2 separate regions of the Anas platyrhynchos genome follow, and region 1 is linked to region 2. A link is a contact called in public Hi-C data. All regions are on one chromosome and are shown on one strand. Each heading gives the region's core, a stretch centred on a gene start, on an enhancer-like site or on the middle of the called end of the contact. The rest is flanking DNA. Distances are from core to core; before and after follow the strand shown. Region 1 has its middle 41 kb from the start of SLC9A3. Region 2 overlaps COL15A1 (collagen type XV alpha 1 chain).

Evidence for each region. A called contact is a pair of places that touch in the nucleus more often than the background predicts.
Region 1: a contact with region 2 is called in a Hi-C map of liver, with 3 times the contacts expected there. The contact joins two enhancer-like sites. A contact is called at or near these places in 3 of 8 Hi-C or Micro-C datasets (F5 follicle, liver and skeletal muscle).

What each region holds. Positions count from the first base shown.
Region 1 is chr2:112,960,595-112,963,633 of IASCAAS_PekinDuck_T2T, reverse strand. No RefSeq gene overlaps it. Among named protein-coding and RNA genes, the nearest start is that of SLC9A3, 41 kb to the right of the region's middle. Within about 2 kb of position 1,788, at least 2 of the 8 cell types and tissues checked have an H3K27ac peak or open chromatin away from gene starts, as enhancers often do.
Region 2 is chr2:112,797,534-112,800,233 of IASCAAS_PekinDuck_T2T, reverse strand. The region is part of intron 2 of COL15A1 (collagen type XV alpha 1 chain); the gene reads left to right. Among named protein-coding and RNA genes, the nearest start is that of COL15A1, 31 kb to the left of the region's middle. Within about 2 kb of position 1,428, at least 1 of the 8 cell types and tissues checked has an H3K27ac peak or open chromatin away from gene starts, as enhancers often do.

The DNA of each region.
Region 1 (3,039 bases), core at 539-3,038, 160 kb before region 2:
AATCTTTCTCCTCGATCTCTTGCTTTCATCTCTTAGTCAAAGCAAATGAAGAGGCCATTGCGGTGTTTGCTCTTTAAAATTCTTAGTTATAGAAGTGGATGAAAAGTTCTGAGACTTAAAAATTGCCAGAACTGGTTGGTCACTCTTACTCAGATCAGGTCAAAACAAAACAAACAGACAAACAATGAAGTGAACACAATTTTGCTTCTAATTGAATTCCTAGAAAGAACAATTGGATGTTACGTGGTTTGTGTATTTTGATAGATTGGGCAGAGGGGTGTGAATTCTGCTTAATATGATGCAAAAACTAGTGACAAAATATGCAAGTATGAGTAAAGAGGAAACATCCCAAGGCCTGCTGTTAGCTAGGTATCTTTGTTACTGAGGGAAGAAGTAGCCCACTGAACATCCTCTGGGCAATTAGAAACTTCACACAGGATGAGAGCTAAGTAAGGGTAAAAGAGCTGCCTGCAGGAGGGGGTAGTCAGGCAACAAACCCGAGGTTACAGGGAAGGAATTGAACGAGGAAGAACACGGAGGGAGGAAGATACCTTCAGCCATCCATGCCTGAGGACAGGCTGGGTGAAGTGCCACTCCAGCAAAAGGGAGGAGCTGGGTCTTGCCCATGGGGTGCTGATGGCTATGGGATGAGTAGGGTTTTGGATGTGGTTAACTCGTGGAAGGGTGTGTATGTGTGAGATGGGAAGGATGTCTGGAAACCATCACAGATGTGTACAGAAGAGAGAGAAAGGAAGGAAACCCCGGAAGGTTCCTAGAGTGAGACCTCTTAATGGAAGCTGGTGTGTAAGGTATAAAAAAAAAAGTTTTACTTAAAAAATTACATTGTGTTGGTGATAAATACCTTAGTGGGATCATATTTGGCCCATCTGGGCCTGGTTGGTCCTGATGTCCTTGAAAAAGCAAATATTTAGTCAGAGACCTGAGTCTAGAATATTCCAATTTACATTGAAGAGTTCTGCAATTGTAGGGTCTACCTGCAATTATCTTACTACAAGTGTTTTGTTTGTTTATTTTCTATCTGGATATCGCAGTTGACAAAATGGGGCACTTGTTGCCTCATGTGATACCTTCTTGGACATGTGTAAGTGAGGACCCAGACCCTCAGGTCCAATTCCTGAATCCCTTCAGCTGTCTCATGGTCAGAAGCTTCAGTCCCTGAGCTTGCTTTAGTCCCTGAGCATATTGCCAGGCAATCAGGAGACAAGTGACAGTGACACATGGCCTAGGAAAAGCAAAAGAAATGAATGTGCAGCAGAAAATAGTATGGTAAAATTACTTGCACCCAGGAAGATTTGTAAAGCAGTTGCATGAGTGAAATTAAGCTGAGAGAATTGCAGGTCCCCACACGGTTCTGCACCAGCAGTGCTGAGTAGCCCTGTGGGAACACCACCCACCTTCCCGCACCCTTCTGCTTCCAGAGACACTTGTTGACTGTGTAGATGCTTTTAAATGACTCTAAACATCTTCAATTAATTGTAAGTTGTCATGAACTGCGTTCCTCCTTGGGAGAGGAAAGGATGTGCTCAAGGGAATCCAGTCGTTGGCCCCCAGCCTGCGTTGCCACCGATCACCGGTCTTGGATGCCATAGTTTCTGTGCTATTAAATGCCTCTGACACAGGAGGCTGAAAAATCCCTGTGAAAACATTGCAGCTCTGCTGCACTCCAGTCACTTCTTGCTTTGTCCTCTCCTCACAGCAGCCCTACCTGTGTGCAGCCCTGACCTGGGCTTGCCTCCCTGACTGATCCCTGCCAAGTGAGAGCTGGCAGCCCTGTGCACAGCCCTCTGACCTGCTGGGCTGCGCTGGGTGCTGTGGGGACAGGCAGGGTCTTGGGTGAGTTTTGTATAACATGGGAAGCATCTTGTGGTGTTATCATCTTTTTATACCTTGTCTCCTTCCAAAATTAATAGTTTTTTTCTCCCTGACTCATCCCTGCTGATATCAATGACAACTACTGTAGTGACCTAAATTTCTGGCTTTGGAAAGAACAATTACATGGGGTTGATGCTTGTGCTGTATCATTTTCTGACTTTTTAAAAAGTATCAAGAATGCTATTTTTATTCCTGTCTTTCTTTGGAGTTCTGCATCTTCTGTGATGGTTAAGTGAACAGCAATGTTCAATAAGTGAGTGCAGGTGGATATATTTACTTTCAGGCTTTCGGGTCTCTGAAGGTGAATGGTAAGCCCAGCTTTCCCAGAGTCCTGGAACTCAAGGAGTATTGCTGCTTAAACAGCCATGAAAATCCAGAGGTTTAGTAGTCACTGAAGGCCCTAAAGAACTGGTCTTCAAGGTTGTGCTCCTGGGAAAAGAAAACTGATAAAATACCTGTGAAGACAAAGAAGGCCACAGGGAAACTAAAGAGGGAAAGTGCAGCCCACTGAGATCAAGGGGAATCAAAGACGAGTCAGGCCAAACACCTCAGGACAGAAAATGTGCAGCTGAAGATGGTCCAAGGAAAGGACGTCTCCTTGGGTGCAGGACATGTTTGTATTTAAGAGATTATAGGGATTTTTGTCCTGCTGAAATAGGCCTCAAGCTGTGCTGAATCCAATTGCTGCTCAGTTGACACAGGCACTTAGGAATGATTGAAGCTTTAACAAGCCCGCAGCCAGATTTTTGTTCTTTAAGAGAAATTTATTGAACTCAGGGGATACAAAAATCAAAGGCACAGAAAATCCTTCCACCACTTGATTAGCACACACTTGCATATTCCTCCACTCCAGACAGGAGAGACGACTTCAGTGCCCAGCTGAAAGGCTGGAAACCTCTGGCTGTGGCCCCAGGGCATGTGATGCCTTGGGCTCCTTGCAGCAAGGATGGAGAAGGCAGGTGATGCAGGAAAATGAGGGATAACAGAGCAGGATCTGCATGGGCATTCCCATAACACAGTGCCTTTTCCCCCAAGGGGAGGCTGCAGTGCAATGGGTAGGCAGAAAGGCAGGCAAGCTCACCTTCCAAAAATAACATCATTAGGGTTATGAATAGAGATTGGGTAGGCAGGACTGGACCTTTGTGG
Region 2 (2,700 bases), core at 179-2,678:
AAAGTGTACCCATAATAAAAGTATATGTGATTTACACCAGGAAATAAATGTAGTGTAAGGTAGCTCTTGGGAAATGAAATTCCTGGGAAAAGGAAGATGGAAGAAATAGGATTACACTGGCTGAATTTTTGTTGTTGTTGCTCTACATTTTTAAGTGTACTTAAGTTATGAAATGATTTAGCTGTAAGAAATATTAATGTCCAAAATAAAACATAATTTTAGATTTTACTGTTCCCATAACTTCTACCTCACAATTAATTTTCCATTTTTCTGAATCCCAGCCTTTTTAATATCTAATATATTAAGTATTTAATCCCATGGCGTGGAGAATATATGAGAAGTACAAAGAAAAAATGATGAAAGGATGACTACATAAAAGAATAAAAATCAGTAATAAATACCAGGCACATAACTGAAGAACGTTTATGGAAGAGATGCTCCTAGATTACAGGAAATAAAAAATTAAAGCTCCCTACTTAGGCTTTGAAAAGACTTTAGTAACAAAGCATTGCTTTCTGTTGCTTAACATGAAAGAATGGATAGTTTAGTCATCTGAGAGAGGAATACAGTCCACCAGGTCTCAAAGTAAAATCTAACTGTTGATGATGCGTAAAAAATACTGTTTTCATTACGTGACTGGGTCCATAGCCCTTGATTTAAATAACAATAACAATAATAACAAAATGTTGTGCAATATTTTTATTTTTCTGTTATGATGTTCTGATCTACCCTGACCTGGGATTAAGCAGATTTTCCATTCTCAAGTTTCACCTAAACCTGAGATGATTTACTATGCATGTATCAGCCTCCATCACACAGAGATTGTATCAGAATGTAGAAAATACAAATATGTCAGCTATTTGTTTCTCTTACCTCCCATTCAGAGACTGCCTGCAGGCAGTTTTTCCATACATTTGGGGTAATATTTGCCCTTGAGTGTTGGCTTTGACTGAGCTGAGAGGTGTAGTGTGGTAGGTATGAGAATGGAAGTACCATTTCTGGGTGAAGTTTTATAATTTTCATACAGTGCTCATATGGTCCTGCTCACACCATGGATCCAAGGACAGAATTTTGTAGTGCAATAGGGAGCTAGCAAAGAAGAGCAGGAACAATAGGAGATTCTAAGTAAGTGTTCTCTGTCCTGGCTTCCCATTAAATCCCTTTATATGGGTTGAGAATTTAGATCCAGGCCAGTGTGCCAGACTACGTTCAGTATCTTTAAATAGGTGTCTGTTTTTCCTCATTTGTGCAGAGAGTCTCTGCTGACACATACAACTAAGTCTGCAAAAGCGTCAGATGTCTCTCCCTGTACCTTAAAAGAGAATTGTCCTCATTATCTTAGAAAAATATTACATTTTGGTAATGAAGGCATTGGTCATGGCCTTGCAATGATTTGCTCCCTTAAAATTCAGGAGATAAAAATAGAAAGAGAAAATGAGAAAAGCAATGCCATTTTTACCCATGAAAATACACAGCAGACTTAGTTAATTATATTTTGTCTGATTTCCAAGGTTACTGCGAAACAAAAACAACAGGGTAATAATTCACATCCATTTTGAACATAATGGAAATTAAGTATAAACTAGCTTTGATGTTGTGAAAAAGTACATACAGCAGACACTGGCATTGGTTATTCATAAGTAAAGCTCTCCTTTCCTAAACTAAAGCTCTAATCTGATTTATGAAGTGCTGTATCGCTGCCTAGTGGTGAAATATAAAATTTCTGCTCCTTTGCAATAATTAAAGAGTGTACCTCAAGCTGGCAATGGTAACAGCATATCAGTTTATGTAATTTACATATTTACATCACACACAATTTTCATTCCATAAAATCAGTGACCAAGCTTGCCACAGATGCATACTTTTGGACAGCTGCAATATTCAATGCACATTCTGTAATCCTTTTACAGTTTAGTTTTGTCCAGTTACCTTTAAGATGGTGGATGTCCCAGAATGCCAGCTCATATTTTCTCTCTCATACACACATCCTATATTTGAAAAAGGCTGGATAAAATGGCAACTTTGCATTGTTCTGAGTGCAGAGACAGTAGAAAACCAGTTTCGGTGCTGAATTTCTATGTTTCTAAAGAAATTGTCAAGTTACTCAAACCTGGACTTTTCCCTCTTTTTTTTTTTTTTTTTTTTTTTTTTTTTTTTTTTTTTTCCGAATGTGAGCCTTTGGAATTGTATGTTTTAAACCAGGGATAAGATAGAATTCTGTCTGTGTAAGGCCTAACAGCCCTGCTTTTTGAACTCTGCTTCTGATATACTGAAATTGAGGGTGAAAGGACACAGAAAAACAGCCTCCTTATCTGTAATCCTGTTGTCATTGACTCTGTTGTAGGTTTCCTAAACCCTGTATGCTAATATACTTTAACCACCTTAGAAGTTGGGTTCTGTGAAAATGCAGTGTATTAGCATTAGTTGGAAACAGGGACCATGTTTTATACAAGCTCTATTATACAAAAAGAAATACAAATATTCTTCTCCAGGTGTCAGAATGTTTCAGGTTTACAATTACTAGTCTTAGTATAGATCTAGACTCTAGTCCAAACAGCTTTTAATAGCAACCTTTAAGTTGGTATTAAAGGTGAGGCAAGGCAAGGCAAGGCAAGGTAAGGCAAGACAAGAGAGAAAAAGGAAGGAAGGAAGGAAGGAAGGAAGGAAGGAAGGAAGGAAGGAAGGAAGGAAGGAAGGAAG